Regions from separate parts of the Mus musculus genome. Here all the other regions are linked to region 2. Evidence: chromatin contacts called from public promoter capture Hi-C data. All regions are on one chromosome and are shown on one strand. Each heading gives the region's core, a stretch centred on a gene start, on an enhancer-like site or on the middle of the called end of the contact. The rest is flanking DNA. Distances are from core to core; before and after follow the strand shown. Region 1 holds the start of Rnf17 (ring finger protein 17). Region 2 holds the start of Gja3 (gap junction protein, alpha 3). Region 3 holds the start of Atp12a (ATPase, H+/K+ transporting, nongastric, alpha polypeptide).

The links. Promoter capture Hi-C pulls out the DNA fragments that hold promoters and counts their contacts.
Region 1: a contact with region 2 is called in a promoter capture Hi-C map of embryonic stem cells, with 3 times the contacts expected there. The contact joins the promoter of Rnf17 here to the promoter of Gja3 in region 2. A contact is called at or near these places in 12 of 39 promoter capture datasets (the 3T3-L1 cell line, 3T3-L1-derived adipocytes, the C10 cell line and 7 more), 3 of 15 datasets of contacts at CTCF or cohesin (embryonic stem cells, large pre-B cells and stem cell-derived epiblast-like cells), 2 of 484 Hi-C or Micro-C datasets (embryonic stem cells and gonadal supporting cells), 3 of 115 datasets of contacts at active chromatin or transcription factors (embryonic forebrain and embryonic stem cells) and 2 of 9 other capture datasets (adipose tissue and liver).
Region 3: a contact with region 2 is called in a promoter capture Hi-C map of pre-B cells. The contact joins the promoter of Atp12a here to the promoter of Gja3 in region 2. A contact is called at or near these places in 23 of 39 promoter capture datasets (the 3T3-L1 cell line, 3T3-L1-derived adipocytes, the C10 cell line and 13 more), 4 of 15 datasets of contacts at CTCF or cohesin (embryonic stem cells, large pre-B cells, pro-B cells and 1 more), 102 of 484 Hi-C or Micro-C datasets (3T3-L1-derived adipocytes, B cells, the Ba/F3 cell line and 54 more), 13 of 115 datasets of contacts at active chromatin or transcription factors (astrocytes, bone marrow-derived dendritic cells, bone marrow-derived macrophages and 6 more) and 3 of 9 other capture datasets (adipose tissue, embryonic stem cells and liver).

The regions. Positions count from the first base shown.
Region 1 is chr14:56,401,406-56,404,944 of GRCm38.p6, forward strand. It overlaps Rnf17 (ring finger protein 17), which reads left to right and starts at 1,292. Exons shown (of 37, transcript NM_001033043.1): 1 at 1,292-1,419. The coding sequence starts at 1,296.
Region 2 is chr14:57,055,785-57,059,615 of GRCm38.p6, forward strand. It overlaps Gja3 (gap junction protein, alpha 3), which reads right to left and starts at 1,939. Exons shown (of 2, transcript NM_001271623.1): 1 at 1,743-1,939.
Region 3 is chr14:56,363,344-56,366,934 of GRCm38.p6, forward strand. Atp12a (ATPase, H+/K+ transporting, nongastric, alpha polypeptide) reads left to right here and starts at 1,725. Exons shown (of 23, transcript NM_138652.2): 1 at 1,725-1,946; 2 at 2,606-2,755. The coding sequence starts at 1,938.

The sequences.
Region 1 (3,539 bases), core at 42-2,541, 660 kb before region 2:
TACGGGTGGTTGTGAGCCACCATGTGGTTGCTGGGATTTGAACTTCGGACCTTCGGAAGAGCAGTCGGGTGCTCTTACCCACTGAGCCATCTCACCAGCCCCGATGGGCTTTATTCTTAACTGCTGAGTTGGACCTGCCACCTTCAGTCGCTTCTTCTGAAATACTCCCATCACTCAGCTACTGGATTCTTTCATTCTTTGTTCACAAAGCCATTCCCATGCTTTCCTGATCAAAGGGCAAAGTGTAATATTCAGAACGCTTTAAAATTCTTCAGCCTCCACTCTCTCCCACCAAAATCCCATACGAAGGAAACTAGTATGCTCTCTGAATGATTTATAAATTAATTCCTTAGCAGCCGCTGTATCTCCCTGCTAAAAGTTTCTCCTTGAGTTCTTTCCCCCCGGGATTATTACTCTCTGTTCATTCCTATAGTACCAGTGGGGTTTTAGGGTCTAGGGAAAATCTTGCAATGTCTAGGGAGACTTTTCATACCACTCACTGTAAACCATATCGACTCCGTGTCTTCACAAAATTCTAGCTACATGTCTCTCAAACAGAAATCTATTAGTTTGCAAATTCTTTGCATCCTCGATGTCTCCCAGGATAGTGACTTGTAGATGAGGCTCAGGAGCTATTAGTAACGAGCATCCCTTTGTTTGGAATTAATTGGATCTCTCACAAGGGTAGCTAATTGACTTCTCTGCAACAGTTGATATCAAGTAATGACAGATTGCCGCCCTGACCCAAAGCAGATGGAGACGGGGCCTCCTTGGTTCTAAAGGCCTGGTACTTGAGGTCCCCCTGGCCCAGTGATGTAAGTCGTAATACACAAAATGCAAATTCGAGTTGATGAAAAGTGTAAAGTGGTGGCTCCTGGGTAAGACTTCAAAAGTAAAAAGTAAACTCGCACCCGGGCGTGTTAATCCCCAGCACTTGTGAGGCAGAGGCAGGTGGATTTCTGAGTTAGAGGCCAGACTGGTCTACAAAGTGAGTTCCAGGATAGCCAGGGCTATACAGAGAAACCCTGTCTCGAAAAAAACCAAAAAAAAAAAAAAAAAAAAAAAAAAAAAAGTAAACTCGCGGCCTCTTCTGAGAACACAGGCCTCCAGGATAAAAGCCCAGCACCGCAATGCAGCCAGAGCAACCTGGGGTTGGGGGGTGGGGAGTGAGGCGGGGCCTAGTCTTTCTGCCTCCTGATTGGCTACCTATGGTCGCCGGAGTCCTGTGATTGGTTCTTGACGCGAGGGCTGCTGGGACTTGCACGTGCTGCTGCCCCTCAGCGCTGAGAGGAGCAATGGCGGCAGAGGCTTCGTCGACCGGGCTGGCTTCCTGTCACCTAGTGGAGAGTAAGAGTGGAGCGCAGGGTGCTTCGGGGTGTCAGTGCACTCGGTGTGGAAGGAAGGTGTCCGTTGCCTCCGGTGAGGAGCCTGGGACTGGCTGGGTGGCCCCGTGGGAGGGTGTGTGACCCCGGCCTTGGCTTCGGGCTTGTGCGCGGTTGGGCCGGCCCTCCAGGGTTCTCTCCACACACCCAGGAAGATGGAGACAGAGATGTGAGGCGGGCGGTTAGCTCTGCCAAGTCTCTGGAGCGCGTTTCCCATACTTCCCTAAGTTGATAGGCTCAAGAAACAGCGGGTGAGGAAGTAGGGTACTAATTATCTGGAGTCACCCTCCTCCACCACAACATTTGAATTTATTCCTCCTTCGGTTAAAAAAAAAAAGAAGGAAGGAAGGAAAGAAAGGAATGTTTCATGATCTAGTGATCAAGAAGAAATAAAACTTGATTTTCCTGGGTAGTTTTTCAGTTTTTCTTGTAGGAATAATAAGTAAACTGAAAAGCTCTTAGATGGAAAAAAATAAAATAAAAAAGGCCCAATTTAACTTAAAGCGTTGCTGGAGAAACTATAGTTCCTTTTGTGAATCTTAGGATATTGTATTTGCCTTTGTTCACTGTGCCCTTATGGAGGTCATTTACAATCTTCAAAATGAATTTTCTTTCCTTTTGTTTATTTGGTTTGGTTTTTCGAGACAGGGTTGCTCTATGTAGCCTTGGCTGTACTGGAACTTATTCTGTAGACCAGGCTGGCATCGAACTCGGAGATCTACCTGCCTGCCTGCCTCTGCTTCCCAAATGCTGGGATTAAAGGCATGTGCCACCACTGCCCGGCTACAAAATGAATTTTTAAGTTCAGGTTATTTTAATGTAACTTGAGTACTTTAGATAATTTTAATAGGTATTCGTTATTGAATCAAAACTACTGAAATGACTAAAAAGTCTTACTCTTTTACCTGTTTAATGTTTATACTTTAAAGGGGAGGTCAGTGGGCTCTTTGAAGATGGACACCATTTGGGAGACAGACCCTTCCACAGAGAAAACTAGTTGTATTTTCAATCTCTCTGGAGGTATTTGTTTTGCAGTGCTAGGTAGTAAATCTAAATCCTTGTACATGGTAGGCAAACTAGCTGTCCTTGGTCCAACCTCCTAAGTAGTTGGAATTGCAGCCTTGTACCTTTAGGCCTGGCCTTATTTGGAGTTTAGATCACTGTTTCTGTTAGGTAGAAAATGCCCATTTTAAAATGAAAATTATTTAAAAAAAAAATAAGGTTCTTGAACATAATCTTACAAAGTCAGTGGCTTGTCTGTGCATTTATATTATAAGATTGAGTTCATGCTTTGTAAGCTAAAGTGTGCTACAGGTCAGCTTGTACAATATCAGAAATTTTATTAAAACAGTTGAAATTTTTTTTATTGACTTAGTAATATTAGCCCTGAAATTTAACCAAATTTGTATCAAATTTCAGCTTGCCAAAAAATTAAAATATTCTTCTAAAAAGTTAAATTAATGAAATTATTATAATTTAGCAAGAATCCTATAGATGTGTTCTAGCAAAACATTACTAACTTTAGTTTTCTTTTAAAAAAACAACAACAACAACTTTGTTTTGGTGTATAAGAGTGTTTTGCCTGCATGTATATCTGTGTACCCCATGTGTGCCTGGTGCCTGAGGAAAAAGCTGCCACCTGTTTGTAACCTTATGAGGAGGCAGAAACTGATAACTCTCTTGGGTTTACTTGCCAGCCATCCTAGCCTATTTGACATGTTCCAGGCCAGTGGATGACCCTCAAAAAACAAAGTGGACTACTTCTGAGGATCAGAACTCAAGGTTGTTCCTGTAGCCTCTACATGTACACACATGTGAATATTCACACACACACTAACAAAATAATAAGATAGCATTCTATTTTAAATTTATATAATTTTTAAAAGTTTATTAAGCTTCAAAGTCTACCTAGTACATTTAAATATTTTTAAAAATATTTAATATATTTTGTGCATGTGTGTGTGTGTATGTATGTATGTTGATACATACATATATGCATTTGAAAGCCATAAGAAAACTTGCAGGAGTCAATATTATTCTTGTGTTTTGTAGGTTCTGGGAATAAAAGTCAGGTCACCAGGCTTAGCAGCAAACACTCTTACCCAGTGAGCCATCTTGCTGGGTCACATTCAAATCTTGATACTATATTTTCACCCA
Region 2 (3,831 bases), core at 689-3,188:
TTCTCTCTCCAGGAAACATTAAATATATCCTGTGTGCAGCTGTATGTGCTGTGAACACTCAACAAGACTGTGGTCCTTGCCTCTGGAGACTTGTTTGCAGGCCGTGGAAGAGGCAGGCATGGGGAAAATGGATAGATGCAATATAGACCCTGGTTGCCTAGTCCTGGAGCCCCACAGAAGGATGGGTGGACAGACACAAGTGAGTCCAGCCACCAGCTGAGTTTGTCTGGGTTTCTTCACATCCAGATCCTAGGACCAGGCTTTCTGCACAAGTGAAAGGCTTCCTGGGGGCCCTTCAATCCTCTGAATGTCCTCACACACACTGGCAAGTTACCAATGTGTATGTTTATTAATGTTCATGGGACTGTGACATGGTGGAGTTCTTAAGGCTGTGTGTCCTAGGTACTGTTAGACATGCTTTCAAGCAATGCAGGATGTAGTCCCAGTTTCTACATACGTCAGGCTGGCTGCAAGGAAGTTCCAAACCCATCATATGTCATTCAGCTATGAAAAATGAACAGAAAACCCTAAAATTTTAGTGCTGTTCAGAAAAAAAAATTGGTTAAAATTCTTTCCTTATCGACAAAGAGTCAACTTTTGTTTCCTGCCATTTTAAAGTCCGACCACTTCCAGCCACGTGCTGGTCAGCAAACTGCACTGTCTGTCCCCGTGGGACCGTTTTGTAAACTGCTTCACACTACAGGGCAAAGCATTGCCCTGTTTGATGCTTATCTCAACAGAGGCCAAACTGCTGAGCCAGGAGACTTTGTGCCAAGTTAGCTCTTTACTTTGAACACAACTGATATTTAGAAAAGCCCCTCCCTTACTCCAGTTTAATCTTTCCATGTTTGTCTTGCAATATATTTCACGGCACGACAGAAGGGCAGTGTGTGAAGTGATGCACAGATTACAGATCGTCATAGTTTTGAATTCCAAGAGAGAGCCTGTGCACAATTCACTTCCTGGCTGTTTTACACAGCCGCTGTTAAGTGGCACGTTTTGGAGGCGTCGTGATAAAAGGAAAACTGGAGAGCTGAAGCCCTTTTCACATTATTCAGGTACCAAGACGGCTGATCAAGAGAGTGAATTCTAGTTACCTGTGTAAAGAGTGGACAGAAAGCAAACAGCTGCCCGCCACTGGAATTTAATGTCACTACAAGTCTCTTAATGAAAAGATTATTGTAGAAGGCAGCTAAGGGCGCTCTTCCAAACATGTACAGTCTTTACTCGTGTGCACCGCCACACACGTACAGATCAAGAAGCTGGGTCGTGGTACTAACAACTAAAGTATTTAAGAAGAAAATAAACTTCTAAAAGTTTTTTTTTCTGAGAAAAGTGGGCCCTCCTTGTTTCTTTCCAATCAAACACTACAAATGTACCCCGCCACTTGCAGGCCACTTGCAGGTTAAAATGACCTTAGGATCCCTGCTGTTTGGGGATAGGGACTGGTTGCTTTCCCCAACCCAAGGGCAAACCATCTCGACCCAGCTTTGACCGTCCATTAAAGAGAGCAGGCGCTCCGCCCAGGTCTTTAGGAGTCTAGAAGAACAGTAATCTTTCCCAAAGTTTCCCAAGGCTCAGCTCCCCAGCCCTACTGCACCCCACAACAATCCAAAGAATCACGAAAGCCTCCCAAGATCGGGGAGCAACAGGGCCTTGCCCAGGGGTGACAGCGCCGCGTCCCGCCACCCCTGGTGCTGTCGGGTCCCCAATATGGCCCTGGAACTCCCAGTTTGCCTTACCCCGCTCGGCCGCGGCGGCACCGGCGCTCCTCGCCCAGTCGGGCTCGGCCTGCTCTGTAAAGGAGGCTCCCTCTTTACTCGTGCGGTGCCCCTTCTTCCCACGAGCGCCCCGCGCTAGGGCCGGGCCTCTCCGCCCCGGCCGCCATCCCCACCACCGCGGTACGCACCGCACTTGGCGCCCCACGCCGCTGCCCTGTCGCCCCGCCACGCCCTCGCCACCTCCCACTCTGCCAGCCACGCCTCCCCGCATCCCACAGGCCACGCCCCTGCGCCCCTCACCGGGTCCCGTCTGGGGAAGCTGGCACCTGCCCCCTCCTCGCGCGCCCACATCCTCGGGCGCCACCTGCACCCCAGTGCGCACCACGCGCGCTCCTCGTCCGGGCTCTCTCAGCTCCGCCGATCCGCCGCAGGTGTCGGATGGGGTTCCCGGCCGCAGACACCCGAGGGCCGGGTCCTATAGGGCAGGAGTGGACAGCCGGGGCGGGAGCAAGGCACAACCGACTGCCAGAGCGGCCTGGGCGCTGCGCGCGTGGGCGTCGGGAGGGCGCCTCGGTCGCGCCCGGGTGTCGCCGCCTGGGGATGCAGACTTGTTCCTCGGGCGAGTCCCAGCCGGAATCCTGTCTCACCCTGTCGGATAGAGACGCCCCCGCGGGCAACAAGCTATAAATAGCGGCCGCCAGCCTGCTTCCAGGCGGACACAAATTAGCCGACAGCTCCACGGATTCTAATTTTTTTAAATTAACTTGTTCCAAGGCGCTTGAAACTTGGCATGGCCTGAAGTGTTGGGGAAGATGTCCCTGCGGGCAAGTTGTTCCAGACGGTCTTGGGGATGGGATGGCAGAGTGTGGTCCGGTTAGCTTGTCCGCATCGGGGTGAGGCTTTTAATGTGTCTAACCCTCGGAGTTTCTCTGAGAGTCATAAGACACCGACACCGAGAGGGACAGAATCTTGGCCTTGTCCATTTCCTCTGGCTTCCTAGGGTCTAACAGGACTTGAACAGCAGCTAATCATTAGTAAATAATAATTCACTGAATGTTGGTGGCAGTTTTAGAAGGGATCCCCAAAGTCCCTTTATGAGTGATGGATTTATTTTAGGAATAAGGGAAAATGTGCATTTCTGGTTGTTTTACAGTCCCCCTAAAGACCTATTGCTTCATTAAAAAGTTTGGCTCTATTTGGGTTTGCAATCCGCTGACTTTGAAGAATTCAGTCGTTCTGTTCGAGTCTGAATTTAAGCGTATTCCAACGAGAAAGAAAACAAAGCTTATGAAGAGACGTGAAGCCGGTCTCCTGCAGGACTTGGTAACACATGGATACAGTTTTGTTTTATTTCGTTTTGTCTCTTAGACAGGGTCTCCGGGAGCGGGACCTGGTCTCAACCGGAACCTCCTGCAGACATCCCAGGGCCGTGATGGCAGCCTGCACTGCACACCTGCCTAGGTTCTTTTGAAATCCAGAAATGTTATTCTAGAAGGTTTTATTTTTCTGTTGTTTTTATTCTCTCCAAGAAATACAAGAATACTTCTCCCCACAGAAGCATCAGAAGTATTAAAAGACTTGCACCGTCTTGGACAAACTCTAGTATTGTATTGGTAAAGCCAGAAGTATAATAATGATTTGCAACTTTTTATTGGAAATAGATTTAAAATGTGTAACTGCAAATACCCTTTGCACACCCACTTCATAACACAGTTCAAGAGTGGAAAGGTGGAAGTAATCTAGATGCTCCCAGAAAGATGGATGGGCGCACAGATGAGGTTTTAAGTGCTGTAAAATATTGTTTGGCCTTAGAAAAGAACATGAATGTACAATTGATATGAAGATAGATCATATGGCAATGAAAAAGCCAGCTACAACAGGAACAGATGCTGTCTGAGTTAACATATAAGACGTGCGTGCTGTCAAACTAAAGCCAGGTAAATATAGTTTCAGCATTTGAGACTCAGGCGGTTTGGTGGGAATTTGAGACTGTCTTGAGGCAGATGGGGGAAACTCTGTTTAAAAATCAAAACAAGCATAGAGACTGAGGTATGGAAGCACACACCTGTTATTCCAGCACGTGGGAAGTGGAGGTGGAAAGATTGGGAGT
Region 3 (3,591 bases), core at 475-2,974, 690 kb before region 2:
CAGCAAGAGGCCATCGGAACTAGGGTTCTCAGAGCTCCTCTGCCCAGAATACCATGGATATTCCTCCAGCCAAAGCAAGAGGAATTTATGCCTAAGGGGAAATCCAACACCTGGGTCTATAGGTAAGGTGATTGTGTCACAGTTATCTGAGGACTGCTCTCCTCACAACGGAGAGGGGACTAGAAGCATTATGCCCTCCCTCCTTTTGGTAGAAATAGAGACTTCCAGATATCACATGACACCAGGAACTGCCTCCAAGGCCAAGGCAGCAGCAACAGCAGGAACTTGGTTCCAGCAGCAGCAGGAACCAAGACTGTCCCTGGCAGAAGTCAGGAACAGTGCAGGACCCAGCACCTAAGCAGGACCTCACCTCTGTAAAACCCAGGAGGTACCAAAGAACCTGACTGAAACCGTTGTCAAGTTTAATGTTATCCTACCCTACACTTGACGCAGACAGATACAACCTTCTAAATATTCTAAATTCTATTTTTAAGGCCCTGCCTGCACTTTGCATTCTGGGTCTGCTCTTGAAACCCCATAATGACCGTGACCCAGGAACATCTCTCTGGGACTTACTTCTCCAGCCTATGTTGTCCCTGAGTTAAGGGCTGGCCAGAACAGCTGGTAAATAAATAAAAGTCGCCTGCAGCACCACCCCTCAGACCCCACATTCTCCCCTGGAGGAAGCAGGGAAGACAATACACAGGTCTGGAGCACTGTGGCTCCAGTCTGTGTTGCAACACAACATCCCCTCCAAGTCTAAAGAATCTGTGGAGTGAAGACGTTGGACTCATTGTTTTGTTCCTGGTCCACAGTAGGAAAACCCTAGATTTCCAACTTTGCCCTTTCTGATTGCAGGAAAAGGGGAGGACAGGCAGGAGGTAGTAAAGGCAGAAGCGATGGTGAGCAGTATTTTGGAGAACAGAGCTATCCATCTGTGTCGTCAAAGTCCTACCCAAACCCTGGCTCTGAAAACCTTCAGCCTGCTCCTCCTTGGAGCTCTGATCTAACCACCACCCCCAGGTCCCCTTATCCTCTCTACTTCCAATATTGTTTCAAAACTCCAGATTTTTATTTCTTTTCTGGATCTTTACAAAGTAATTCAGCTACTCAATAAAGTCTTTGGCGGTTGGCCCAGACTGCTCCGGAGTCTCACTTATCTAAGCAAATGCACTCTAAAATTGGTATTTATTGTTCAGTCACCTTAGATAGATTCCCCGCCCCACCCTCATTTACACATTTTTAAAATAAATTCCTTTATTGGTAAGGAAACTGCAGTTTTAAAAGAAAGTGGGTGTGGATTTTCATAAAAGCTCCATAGGGCGTGGATGAGCCCAGGGCTTGCAGGAATCCGGGGTCCGACTGACAGAAAGGCAGTGGCGCTTGCACGGGGGCTGCACGCACCTGGCGCGTGCCACTGTTGTTGCGCAACCGGCTGGACCTGGTCTCCAGACCCGCCCTAAGGCAGACCCCGCGTCCTCCAGCCAGGTATCAAGAGGAGTCCCCACCTAAGATCCTCAGATCCCTGGCCACCAATCCTACCCCACCCAGGCTTGCGTGTCCTCGGGTTTCCTACCCCAGGGGCGTCCCCAGTGCAGTGAGCTGCGTCGCCCCAGGTACGTGGGCGGAGCGCGCGGCATTTAAGGCGCGCTCCACCTCCCCAGGACAGCGGCTGGCGGTCGGCCGCGGAGGTGCGTGCTGGGTCCGGGTTGGTGCCTTGTCTCTGTAACGCCAACATCGTCGCTGTCACCACTCAGGGACCCGGACCTGCACACCGCCGCGGCAGCCGCCACCGAAAGATCGGACCTGTCTCTAGGAACCACAGTCCAGCGCGCCGCTAAGGCAACGCGCGTCCTCATACTTACCGGGCTCACCTCAGCACGCCAGCATCCGGTGTCTTTCATCATTTGCCAGCGGGTTGGACCACCAGTCACAGTATGCGCCGGGTGCGTGATATCTCCAGGTCTAGTGGGGACCTTAGACGACCATCGGGAAGCGCAGGAAAAAGAAAAAGAAATGCTTGGTCTTGGGACAATAGAGGTTATAGTTCTTAACACTGAACTCAATCCCAGCTGCCAAGAACATATATGGTAAACTTTTGGGCAGACAGTGTATAGAAGTTAGTATAGTTGTGCAAGAAGGGTCCTCAGAGTTGCCAAGCACAGCAGCTGTTCTGCAAGCTCCAATTCGGAGATGACTTGGGTTCTGTTGGATGCAAGGGTCTGAAAAGGCACGCTTGCAGTGAGCCTATTTGAAACTAAACCGCTTCCTTAAGAAGCAGTGTGAACCATGGACCAAGGTGCTAGGGAAAATGATAACTTTCACGCCTGCCCAGACCCAGAGAGGGGTCCCTTGAAAAGATGCTGCTGGGGCTGTACCAGATGAGGCTTCTGCCTCCACAGAGAAGGGATTTTGTGTGTGTGTGGGGGGGGGGGGTAAGGAGGGAGACTTCCCACAGTCGGGTCCTCCACTTCCTCTCCAGCTGGAGATGAAGGGGCTAGCGCTCTTCTTCTTCTAGGGATACCCCCACCCTCTGGGAGGAACTAGGCACCTCCTCAAGGAAACCTGTCTGGAGCTAATATTTACACGTCTGCTTCTCTTCCAGAAAACAGAAATCTATTCTGTAGAGCTCAATGGAACTAAAGACGTCGAGCTGGCAGACCAGAAAGATGACAAAAAGTTCAAGGGCGGGAAGAACAAAGACTCAGAACCCAACAAGAGTCAGGAGGAGGAGCTGAAGAAAGAACTTGATCTGGTCAGTCCCCTGAAGGCAAAAGAGTCTGGTGCCTCCTCACCAGAGCATGTGCCATTATAACTTCCCTCTGGTAAAGGAAAAAAAAAAAATGGCATCAACGTCTTGGAATATCTTAGAAGGGTTCCAATCTCCTTGTTTGTTGCTTGGTTGGTTTGTCTGTCTGTTAGAGCATGATGATAACTTTACTTGTTGGGTTCTGTTCTCCTGTGTCCTCCTCTATCCTTGCTGCCAGATTCCTGTGTTCTGGTTGGAGGCAGTCCTAGACAGGACCAGGAGGTTAACTGTAAACGCCAGAGGCAGAGAGGCAGAGCCCATTCCTCTCATTCACCATCTGAGGTGTTATGTATTCCTGGGAAAAAAAAAAAAAAAACAACTGCTCTAGGGGAGAAATGTCTGGCTTGGGTTCCACAATCATAGTCTCAATCTAAGCCCTTCTCAAGGACTGAACTGTAACTGGGCACAATCAAACTATGGAAACTCCCCTCCCCAAACCCCCACTCTCCCCACTCCCCCCACCCATCCCCCACCCCACCCCTTCTTTCCCTATGTAAAATGGGAAACAGTTTGCTCGAAGTCTGTGGCGGGGTGGGGAAATGAGCTATGTTTTAGAAGTTAAGTTTCTTTATGGAAGGGTGATATTATTATGTCGCTGGGTTACTAAAGCTGATGGCTTTAATGAACAACTTACCCTGGATGTGAACTGCAAGCTATCCTCTCAGGAAGGTCAAAGGGAGCTTGGGGTTGTGTTGGATCGCCCCTGCGGTTCGCTGGACCGCCCCTGCGGTTCATTGGCAGACCTCAAAGCCCCGGGGCGTGTTGGGCTACTGCCAGATTTA